Linked DNA regions of Mus musculus: all the other regions are linked to region 3. The links are chromatin contacts, called in public Hi-C and promoter capture Hi-C maps. All regions are on one chromosome and are shown on one strand. Each heading gives the region's core, a stretch centred on a gene start, on an enhancer-like site or on the middle of the called end of the contact. The rest is flanking DNA. Distances are from core to core; before and after follow the strand shown.

Region 1 (3,396 bases), core at 299-2,798, 900 kb before region 3:
CATCACCATGGCAACCAAGCCAGGCTGCTTCCTGTGGGCCTGGGGCTCAGCGGGAGATGGAAAAGTGCACATACACACACACACACACACACACACACACACACACACACCCGTGTGCTGTGCACAGTACACAGGGATGATGGGTGTGTGGTGTGTGTGTGGTGTGGTGTGTGGGTGGGTGTGTGTGTGTGGTGTGGTGTGCTCGCTCACTGTTGGGGTTGGGCAGTGTTGCTGGAGTGAAATGTGGCGAGGTCCCGGTTCCTGGGGCTTGGGGGTATGGGCAAATGTGAGAATGTGGGCTCTGGGCATAGGTATGCCGTCAGCGGAGCCTTCTGTGTGCACATGAAGTGGGCAGTCAGTCTGTAGAAAACATGACTTCCCAAGGGTTGCCTTGAGACAGGTTAGGGTGGGTCCCAGGCCTAGTTCTCCCTGACTCACTTATGTTACCAGAAGATCACATTTACCTAATGACGTCCAGTGGGGCTCCAGGGGCCTCATCAGTGAGTGGTGGACAGTCCGTCAGTCCTTCCACTCAGAACTGCCAGCTACATGGCAGGCCGCTGGACCCTGCACCCCGCCTGCCTCTCCCCAGGCTATCCAGGCTATCCAGGCTATCCAGGCTTTAGTTAACAAAGGTTTCTGTTGAGGACATTCTTAGCTGCAGGTTTTCTAGGCTCCAGAGAGGCAGCGCAGGGGCAAGGGCTGCAGGCCACACTCAGGATGTACCTCCTGCCCTGGACTAATTACTCACAGGTCCACACAGCCAGCCGCTACTCCTGTCTGCTCAGCTGGTGTCCAGTAGGCAGAACAGGGCAGGCAGGCACGGGGTGGGTATACCTGGAGAGGGCCAGCATTTATGGAGTGCTTGCTGAGTACCGTGTGACTCTTCACGGTTGTCTCATTGTGTAGGGAGGAAACAGGGCAAGCAGCAACTTGTCAGGGTCACACAGTTGTGAGCACCTTGGGGTTCAGGTGTCTTACCAGGGCTGTGAGGCACAGGGGCATGTCTGCCATTGGGGTTTTGTGCCTACACGGCTGCCCTGCTCCTCTCAGCACACTAGGGGCTGAAAGAGAGTGGGACTAAGTCACTTCCTCAAGCAAGGAACACACTAGCAGGGTACCTCTGGGGTCTCCTCCCTGCCTACCCACAGGTGCCTACTGCCTCTCTGTATCCGACTTCGACAATGCCAAGGGCCTAAATGTGAAACACTACAAGATCCGCAAGCTGGACAGCGGCGGTTTCTACATCACCTCCCGCACCCAGTTCAACAGCCTGCAGCAGCTCGTGGCTTACTACTCCAGTGAGTGTCCCCGGCCGGCCGTGTGGGGACTCGCCCAGGGGAGCAGGGTGTCTGCCGTGCCTCCTCACCCCTGGGATGCCTCTTCCCTCCCTGCCTCTCCTCCATCTCCTCCCTTCTCCCCTTGCTCCCTGCCCAGCCCCCCTCTTCTCCTTCCGCTGCAGCTGGCCAGTGAGGAGGGGGCCTGCCTTGAGCACGCTAGAAGGGAGGGGCTAGAGGCTGGTGTTGATTGTTTCTGCAGCCCTAAGACTGGTCTGAACCGGTTCCTGGGAGAGAAGGAGGGGGAGGCTTCTTTGATAGAGAATGGCAGAGCGGGCTGGAGCTGGGCTGCGGGCCGTGTGCAGTGATGGGGTTGGTGTGGGCTCTTCTGTGCGTGGCTGTTTCAGGTGTAGCTACTTGAGCTGCCTCCTTGGCCTGGGCCTCAGCCTCTCTCAGAGGACTAGCTGCCCCTCTGTCCGTCTGCTGATGCTCTGGGGATCATCTGGTTCCCAGACCAAATCCTCCAGGGCTGCCACGGAACCTTATGATACAGTCCCAAGGCCCCAAGCCCAGGTGGCTAAAGGTTGCTCCATGCCTTCACCTGCAGTTCCTCCAACCGCATCTACAGCTTCCCACCTCCCAGCACCTCTTCCAACCCCACAGCCGATCTTGGGCTCTGGCACAGGCGATGTGCTGTATGGGGTGCCTCCTAGTTATCCCTCAGATCCAGGCCAGGGACCTCTTCCTCTGGAATGCCTTCCAGGGCTCCCAAAGAATTCCTAAAGCCTGCTTGACTTCCCCCTCCCAAATATCCTCTGTTTCATCTGTGTCCTGAGATCTTGCTAGGCGACTGGAGTCGGGGTGTGGCCTCCCTAGGGCAGACTCTCACACCTGTTTCACACTAGTTCTGATACTCTCAAATCTGACAGGTAACCAATGAGTGATTTGAGCAGGTGACTTTTGTGCCGCAGGCCCCTGGGGAATAGATGTCTACAGGAGGGTGTTTGCCTGACCCCAGAGCCAATGTGCACATGATACATAGAGCCGTACACACAGGGCAGGGAAGCCAGCTTGCTGTGGGACCCTGCCTGAGCCCCATTCCCTGCCTCCATCTCCAGAACATGCTGATGGCCTGTGTCACCGCCTCACTACCGTATGTCCCACATCCAAGCCTCAGACCCAGGGATTGGCCAAGGATGCGTGGGAGATCCCCCGGGAGTCCCTGCGGCTGGAGGTCAAGCTGGGCCAGGGTTGCTTCGGAGAGGTGTGGATGGGTAAGGAACACACGCCCCTGTCCCCATCCCAGCTCAAAGACCCTGAGTCCCTCTCTTTAATTGTCTCTACTGAACAACTGGGCTGTTTTTCATTTTATTGTTGAACATTAACTGTACAAATTGTTACACTTGTTACAATTGTTTTCCTGTGACACTTTGAACCCCGCATGTAACATACTTGGCTCACTTCCAGTCCCTCACCCCACTCCCTGCCCCCCACCCCACGCTATGACTCACCAGGGTCAGCACTGAGGTGGGCTCCTGACTCCTTGTAACCCATGCTGCTGAAGATGAAGACTAGGGCATCTGTGTACCAGCCGCACCTGGGGACTGGGCACCACGGTCCTCAAGGGCCTGAGTGAGTGTGGTCAGGTCTCACGCCAAGCCTCAGCCTCCCGATGTGAAGAAGGGGCTGATGCCAAGCTTCAAGGGGCATCTGCATATTAGTTCAGCACAGAAAGAGACAGCGCTGTGCCGTGCGGAGGGAGTGGTGGGAAGTCAGTGTTCGGTTTCCTGTCTAATTGTGCAGCCATCGAGAGGCTCCTGGAGCATCGAGCTGCCTTAGCCAAACCCAGGCTCCCTGCTATGGCTGCTTCTACCCGGGTACCCACGAGTAGAGGGGGACTATGGGGCTGTAGTGGCTGTTGCCGTTTCACCATCTTCCTTTCAGAGGGCACTGGAGGGGCCGGGTCAGGTAGGCAAGGGAAGTCTTGGGTTGTGAGGAGGAAGGTCAGAGGGAGAAGCCAGCTTTTAAGGTGAGACCAAAAGGAGGGTTTGGGTAGAGCCTGAGTGAGCCACGGCCTTGGTCTTTCTCAACCTCATCTATGATTCTTGGTGTGTGGTGG
Region 2 (3,608 bases), core at 886-3,385, 940 kb before region 3:
ACTTGGGGTTGTGTCTCTATCAGGGGTGTGTCTAGAAACGTGTCCTGGAGGATATGGCCCTTACCCAGGATCACGAAGGCCTGGGAGGGTGGAGGCTGGTGGTAGGGGTGGGCATTCCTGGTAGGGGTTACAGTCGGAAGCCCGGAGGGATGGTTAACAACAAAGAGTACTCAGAAAGTTCAGTAATGAAACCCTTGTGCTGGGTGGTTCTTCTGAGAACCTCTGATGTAAGGCTGCCCTCAAGGAGGGCACGTGTGAGGGAGGCTGTGTCTGCAGCAGAGCCAACAGCACTCTTCCACGTAAGACTGTGAGGACTTATCAGTGCAAACCTACCTCGTCTCTCTCATGGAAGCCTTACCCACTGGGCAGGCTGCTGGCATACTGCGGCTCAGGGGGAAATAGCATACGTTAGGTCATGCATATATTTGCACAACGGTGGAGCTCCGGGTTCAACCTTAGCCTGTCAGTCTAAAGTTTATGCTTTGAAGCTCTCTGTCTTCTCAGCTCTAGAACCACCCAGACCTTTCCTGTTGAATTTCTGGGGACAGATGTAGTGATACATTTGGCAAATAGTTAACCAACTCTCTGGAAGGAAAAACTAATGGGTTCATTGTCACATTTCTCCCCATTTCCAAGTAGAACGTACTTCCTCTGAGGCTGACACCAGGTGACCAGTCTGACATCACCAAGTATGGCACAGGGAAGGACACTGCTCAGTAAGTGCTTGCAAGCCGTTTGAGAGCCAGCCCCAGTGCCTCACAGGAAGAGTATCCACCCTCCCCTCCCCTCCCTCAGCCCAGAGTGGCCAGTAAAGGCCATTAGACAAATCTTAGGCATGGAGGAGGGCGGAGAAACCTGCTCCTCCAGCCAGAGCCTGCCCAGGGGAGCCCTGGGAAACTGCCGTTAATCTTTAAGCAAGCCCTGCGAACAGGAGTGGCTGGCTAGTTTGCCCGCTGTTCATGAGAAACCCTGAGCAGTCCCCGTGGCCACAGTGGGCTACCCTGGCCCCACTTGCTCTTGTCAGTGAGGCCCTCAGATCTTCAGCCTGGCCCACTCCTTCTTCACAACAGAGGGGGCTGGAACAGGAAGCTAGTGGACAGAACACACCCTGAGGCACCTGGCCTAGATGTGACCTCAGATCAGTCTGACTCAAAGCTTTGCCCTTTCCTGGTCTCCTGGGAGACATAGCTGTACCCTGGGGCTGGAGCCTCTCACAATCTAGGATGATGGGGGACTTGCCCTTTGGGAGGGATCTTTGCCAGAAGCCCAGGCCTGTGCCACATGAACCTCAGTTTCCCTGTCTGTGAGATGGAAGCACTTTCAAGGAAGGAACATGGAGATGGTTGATAGATGGTCAGGCCCATCTTTCCAGAGTGAACGGGAGGAGTCAAGGATGCTCCTGGACCCCCAACGGGCAGCGCTAGAACCTGGTGGTCTTTGAGACCAGCCTGAAGCCACATCTCATCCCGCTTGCCCCATTTTTCTTCTCTACTTCCTGTCCGGTTGGTTCTGTCATCCTCAGTGGCTGGCAACAAGCACACTGCCCAGCAGATGCACACGGTCTCCTTATGCATTGAAAGTGAATTTAGGCTTGGCCTAATTGAGCTGGGCCCCGCAAGTTCCTGCCCTCCATTGGCAGAGGCTGGAGGCTCCGCAAGTTCAAGGCCAGCCTTGGCCACATAGTGAGCCACTGTTTTGCCTTTTGATACATTTTAACAATACTGCCTCTCCCCCTCACTATTTCCCTGTCCCTTCGGTTCCAGTCTCTGAGGATTAGAGACACTCAGGGTCAAGGCTGGTGTGGCCAGTGCCTCAGTTTCCGGACAGTGCTAGCCACCGGTGCGTAGCTCAGGTAGCTAGGGTTGAACGCTAACGTGGTCCCGGGAGGCCGAGCCCGGCGCGTGGCGTGGGGTTGGGGGGGCGCCCCCGCGGGCGGAGCTGCGGGGGGTGGGGGGCTGGGTGCGGGAGGCGCGGGCCCGGCTCGCACAGCAGGTCTCCCGGGTCGCCGGCGGGGCCCGGGTCCGCGCTTCCTCCTTTCTCCGGCTCGCGGCGGCCGCGGCCCCTCCTCCCGCGCGCTCCCTCCCCCTCGCCGCCGCCGCCGCCACCGCCGCCGCCTCCTCCCTTTCTCTCGGTCTGTCTCTCCGGGCCCGGAATCCAACCGGCCGCCCCGCCGGAGCGGCCAGGCCGCTGCCCGCCAGCGCCGCGCGCCCCGCTGGGGTCCGCCCGGGCGCGTCCGGAGCTCACGGTCGCCGTGCAGGTGAGCGCCCCCGCCCCGCCGGCCCCGCGCCCTGCTGCGGGCTCCCGCCCTGCCCACTCTACGCCGCGGCCCGCGAGCTGCCCGCCGCGGCCTTTTGTTGGGATGCGCGGGGGAGGACGAGCGGGGTGCGGGGGGCACCGGAACGCGGGGACCCTCGGCCGCAGAGTCCCCTGGCTCGGTTAGGCCACATTTGAAAACCCGGCCGATCGGCGCCGCCCGCGATCGCGGCTGCTGGGCCTGGCGCCCCCGGCCCGGAGTGGGCGGTGGGGGTGGGGTGGGCGTTGGGGAAGGGGCACCTGGAGGGCCACACTACCTCCTTAGGTCTCACTGGGGCCTTGGGTAGGGCCTAGTGCTGCTGGTCTGGAAGAAACAGGGCCACCCTGTCCTCGCCCCCCATCCCCCCCAACCCCCAGCCTCGCCCCTGCGCAGGCCCAGCGACCGATGGACTCAGAAGTTGGCAAAAGTTTTGGGGTTTCACTACCGCCACCAGGTCCGCTTGCCCACCCAGGCAGGTACTGGAGGTGAGTTTGTGCCCCCTACTACGACCCACCACCACTTGTGCCTTAGTTAGCTCTCTGAGCCAAGGCCCTCCTCAGTGGTAGGTGGGCTGGTTGAAGGGTGGGGTGAACAGAGGGGACTCACTCTGGGTATCCATCCCATAAACCTTTGAGGCATTCCGATTAGAAAGGTGGACAGAGGTGTGTGAGGCTTCTGGGACCCTGAGGTCTTCCCGGCTTTACAGACTGCCCAGTGAAGGCAAGTGGTGTTGGGGTCATCTGGGTATAGGTCAGATTTAGTTACCAAGGTGGACACGGGGGCGGGGGCAGGGGCGGGGGCAGGGGACTCTTCCAACCTTATGGAGTCCAGGTGTCTAGGTTTCTTGTTTTCCTGAGTGACCTGAGCCAGGGACCGCCCCTTGGACTATTCACATCAGTGACTATTCCCTGCACTTCCGCAGCCCAGGACTTGGCATATATGGGGGGGCGTGCTCAATAAATGAGTCCCATCCTGGAGCTCGCTCGCACAGGATGGTTGAGGTACCTGTGGCACAGCTGCCTGCAGAAGCGGGTAACTCCGTGCTACAAAGGGTTCCCTTTGGCCTCAGTCCTCTCAGGGAGGATCGATCAGTTGGCTTGTGAGGTAGCTCGGTGGTAGAGCACAGGCTCAGCTTGTTCAAGGCCCTGGTGCTAGCTGCAGAACCACAGGAAAGAAAATGGAGCAGTTATAACCAGAGCTGCTGATATCCAGTGAACGCCTCCCGGGGTTAGCCTGGTCTGCAGCTGCAGAGGAGGATATAGCCTTCCTGAGGAGCTGTCTGGCTGCCCTTTAACCCACCGTGACGGTGAAGGGT
Region 3 (3,184 bases), core at 423-2,922:
GGGAAAGGCTTTCCAAATCCTCTCCCTGCAGTATCAATGACCAGGGCACAGGCAGCCCACAATCACTTTCGAATACAGGGGCAGAGGGCAAGGAAGACTATGGCCAAGAGCTGGGTAATGGTTAAACTGGAAAGAGATGGACAGATAGGCAACAGCCAGACAGCCAACAAAGGAAAGAGGCTGCTCCTAACTGAGCAACAGCTGTTCCTTAAGGAGAGCTCGGAAGACTGGCCGGGAGGAGGTGACAGTTCTAATAAGCACTGGCCACGAGACCTGCAGTAGGCTCAGCACTTGCTGTCTTAGATCAATGCAACCTGCCCAGCTGGCAGAACTGAGGTGACAGGACTCTTATGTCACAGAGGTAGTCCCATTTTTCAGATGAGGAAATCAAGAACCAGACAAGGCCCGGAAGCCAGCAGAGAGCAGTGGCTGAAATCTGGATGGTGCATATGACCCCCAAAATCTTCTGGCTCCTTTCCATTCTGCTCTCCACCCACCAGAGTAAAGCAGAAGGGTACAGAAGCGACAGTGGGAACACAGGACACACAAGACACAGATCCCAAGTGGGTACAGCAACAAGCAGGCACACCTCAAAGAACCCAGCCTCACCTCACCTTCACCCACTTCCAACTATAAATGAAGAAACTGAATCCCCCATCCCAGGGCACAATCCTCACTCAGGAGCACCAGTTTGTCGATGTAGCAAGACGGAGACAACTCTTTGGCCACTGTAGATCCCAGCTGTTATTTCTGCAAATACAATAAGCCCAGGTGAGCCACATGAACAGCACCCAGTTACCTGGGAAAGCACCCAGAATCCCAAACACAAAAGCTGCCAGGTAGCAAACCACGGAGCATAGACACCCCCCCCTTTCCTCTGTAATCCCCACTATGCAACATGGAACAGAACTGTCCCCAGAATCTTGCCCTTGGTTATTTCGAGCCCTCACCGAGCTTCTCTCTGCACAGTGGCTTTGTCGACCTCCTCAAAAGTAGTAATCAGAACTCCACACCACCCCTCTGCTGGTACCCATGGGAAGGCCAATTACAGGCACCCGGGCTTCAAGTTGCTCCCGAATAGCAGAGCACTTACCCAGGCATCCTCTCCCTGGACAGTGGGTGTCCATCTCGGAGTTGAAGGGAGTAGGGGGTTCCAGAAGCTGTAATCTGTCGACCCAAGGAGCTTCCATCTGTCTCCAGGAGGGCTGCGCAGTCTACAGCCTGGCAGGACAACGGAAGCGGCTGCGGCGCAAGGCAGGGCGGGGCAGGGGGACCCAGATGCTGCACCCGGGGTCCTGGGGGAGTCTCAACTTAAATCCTGGTCAATGGATTCGCCTTGGTAGGATGCTAAAAACATGGGACACAGGTCGTAAACACCGACCCACTTTTTGTAGGCGACAGACATGGCTTTGAGGCTTCAGATACTCAGACGGTGAAAAGCACGCGGCTTGAGGCCCTCCCTCCTCTAGACCCAGCAGACCAGCCGCCCACCGACGGCCCGCAGCCCGGTTTCCTTGATGGAGGAAACGGCGCTGCCCATGCACCTTGCACTCACCTTGGTGCCCTGTATTGGGGAGACGAGCCCGGGAACATGCGGGATGTCTGTAGATTTGGGCGGATGGCAATGGCCAGAGAGGAAACACATCCACGCGACAGGAAACTGTGGTCTTCACGATGGGCGCTGGCGGAAGAACAAATGACAAAGCACGCTGCAGCCTAGAGCAGCATCTCCGAGCGGCGGGCCCTCCAGCGCCCCCACGAGGAGAGGAGACTAACAACTGTTTGAACATATTAAGTTAATTTTTTTTTTTTTTTAAACAATGATACGTTTTAGGAGGAAACTGTCTCTCGTTTGCCGTATTTTTTCTGTTTGTTCTGAAGCAGACCTCTCTTACAAACTACTGATTCCACAGCACATGGCTCAGTGGTGTCACAAAGGAACAAATGATGACTTTAAACACCACCACACGAGGTCAGTAGTGGCTTGAGACTGGCATGTGGAAGGGATGAGAGCAAAGAATGAATGCTTTGCTAAAAGTCTACCTAAAAATCATAAGGCCGATGGGACGATTCCCTTAACCAGAAAAGTCCTGATCCAAGTAACAGATGAGAGACAGATGTTTGAGAAGGAGCTCACGTGTTTCCAAGTCTTCATACTCCCAAACTCTGCTTGGATCCTAGGCCAAATGTGGCTCTTGGCCCTATGTACAGCAGCTCTGCCCTTGGGGCTGAAGAAGGAACTCCACTGAAAGAGTCCAAATGACCTCTGAGCCAGCCATCTCTTCCGCCTCTAAGGGTGACTTAAAGACAAAAGATAGTCTGGGCTGGAGAGATGGCTCAGTGACTTAAAGCAATTGCAGAGGACCTGAGTTCAATTCCCAGTACTCATACAGAGAGCCTAATGTTTGTCTGTAACTCCAGTTCTAGGGGATATGACGCCCTCTTCTGTACATTGTAAACACTGCCTGTAAAAGTGGTACACATAGTATTTCAGGCAAAACACTCGCAGGCATAGCATTAAAAGAAAGAAAGAAAGAAAGAAAGAAAGAAAGAAAGAAAGAAAGGAAGGAAGGAAGGAAGGAAGGAAGGAAGGAAGGAAGGAAGGAAGGAAGGAAGCCAGGCGTGGTGGCGCACACCTTTAATCCCAGCACTTAGAAGGCAGAGGAAGGCAGATTTCTGAGTTTGAGGCCAGCCTGGTCTACAAAGTGAGTTTCAGGACAGCCAGAGCTATACAGAGAAACCCTGTCTCAAAAAACCATTAAAAAATATATATATATATTATTAAAATATATATTAAATATATATTATATATTAAATATGTATTATATATTAAATATATTAAATAAGTATATTTAATATATATATATATAATATATATTAAATATATATATAAATATATATTAAATATATATTAAATATATATATATATATTTTTTAGGGCTGGTGAGATGGCTCAGCGGTTAAGAGCACTGACCACTCATCCAGAGGTCTTGAGTTCAATTCCCAGCAACCACATGGTGGCTTACAACCTTCTACAGTGAGATCTGATGCCCTCTTCTGGTGTGTCTGAAGACAACTACAGTGTACTCCTATCCATTAAATAAATAAATCTTTTTTTAAGAAATTAAGGCAAAAGGTAGATGTATTTTTATGAATTTAATACTGTAACAAGATATTGTGTCAG

The links. Promoter capture Hi-C pulls out the DNA fragments that hold promoters and counts their contacts. A called contact is a pair of places that touch in the nucleus more often than the background predicts.
Region 1: a contact with region 3 is called in a Hi-C map of cortical neurons, with 4 times the contacts expected there. The contact joins the enhancer-like site here to the promoter of Snhg17 in region 3. A contact is called at or near these places in 1 of 39 promoter capture datasets (hippocampal neurons), 1 of 484 Hi-C or Micro-C datasets (cortical neurons) and 3 of 115 datasets of contacts at active chromatin or transcription factors (astrocytes, forebrain and pancreatic cancer cells).
Region 2: a promoter capture Hi-C map of hippocampal neurons shows a contact between it and region 3, with 2.2 times the contacts expected there. The contact joins the promoter of Src here to the promoter of Snhg17 in region 3. A contact is called at or near these places in 1 of 39 promoter capture datasets (hippocampal neurons) and 1 of 115 datasets of contacts at active chromatin or transcription factors (the NIH/3T3 cell line).

What each region holds. Positions count from the first base shown.
Region 1 is chr2:157,463,478-157,466,873 of GRCm38.p6, forward strand. It overlaps Src (Rous sarcoma oncogene), which reads left to right. Exons shown (of 15, transcript NM_009271.3): 9 at 1,152-1,301; 10 at 2,396-2,551. Among named protein-coding and RNA genes, the nearest start is that of Src, 41 kb to the left of the region's middle. Within about 2 kb of position 1,549, at least 145 of the 459 cell types and tissues checked have an H3K27ac peak or open chromatin away from gene starts, as enhancers often do. A contact at or near this core is called in astrocytes, cortical neurons and forebrain, where this site is marked.
Region 2 is chr2:157,422,158-157,425,765 of GRCm38.p6, forward strand. It overlaps Src (Rous sarcoma oncogene), which reads left to right and starts at 2,136. Exons shown (of 15, transcript NM_009271.3): 1 at 2,136-2,257.
Region 3 is chr2:158,359,850-158,363,033 of GRCm38.p6, forward strand. Snhg17 (small nucleolar RNA host gene 17) reads right to left here and starts at 1,673. Exons shown (of 6, transcript NR_027887.1): 1 at 1,556-1,673; 2 at 1,094-1,221; 3 at 615-750. LOC115489589 (a small nucleolar RNA gene) reads right to left here and starts at 80; the gene lies at 1-80. RefSeq lists a cis regulatory region at 1,605-1,881.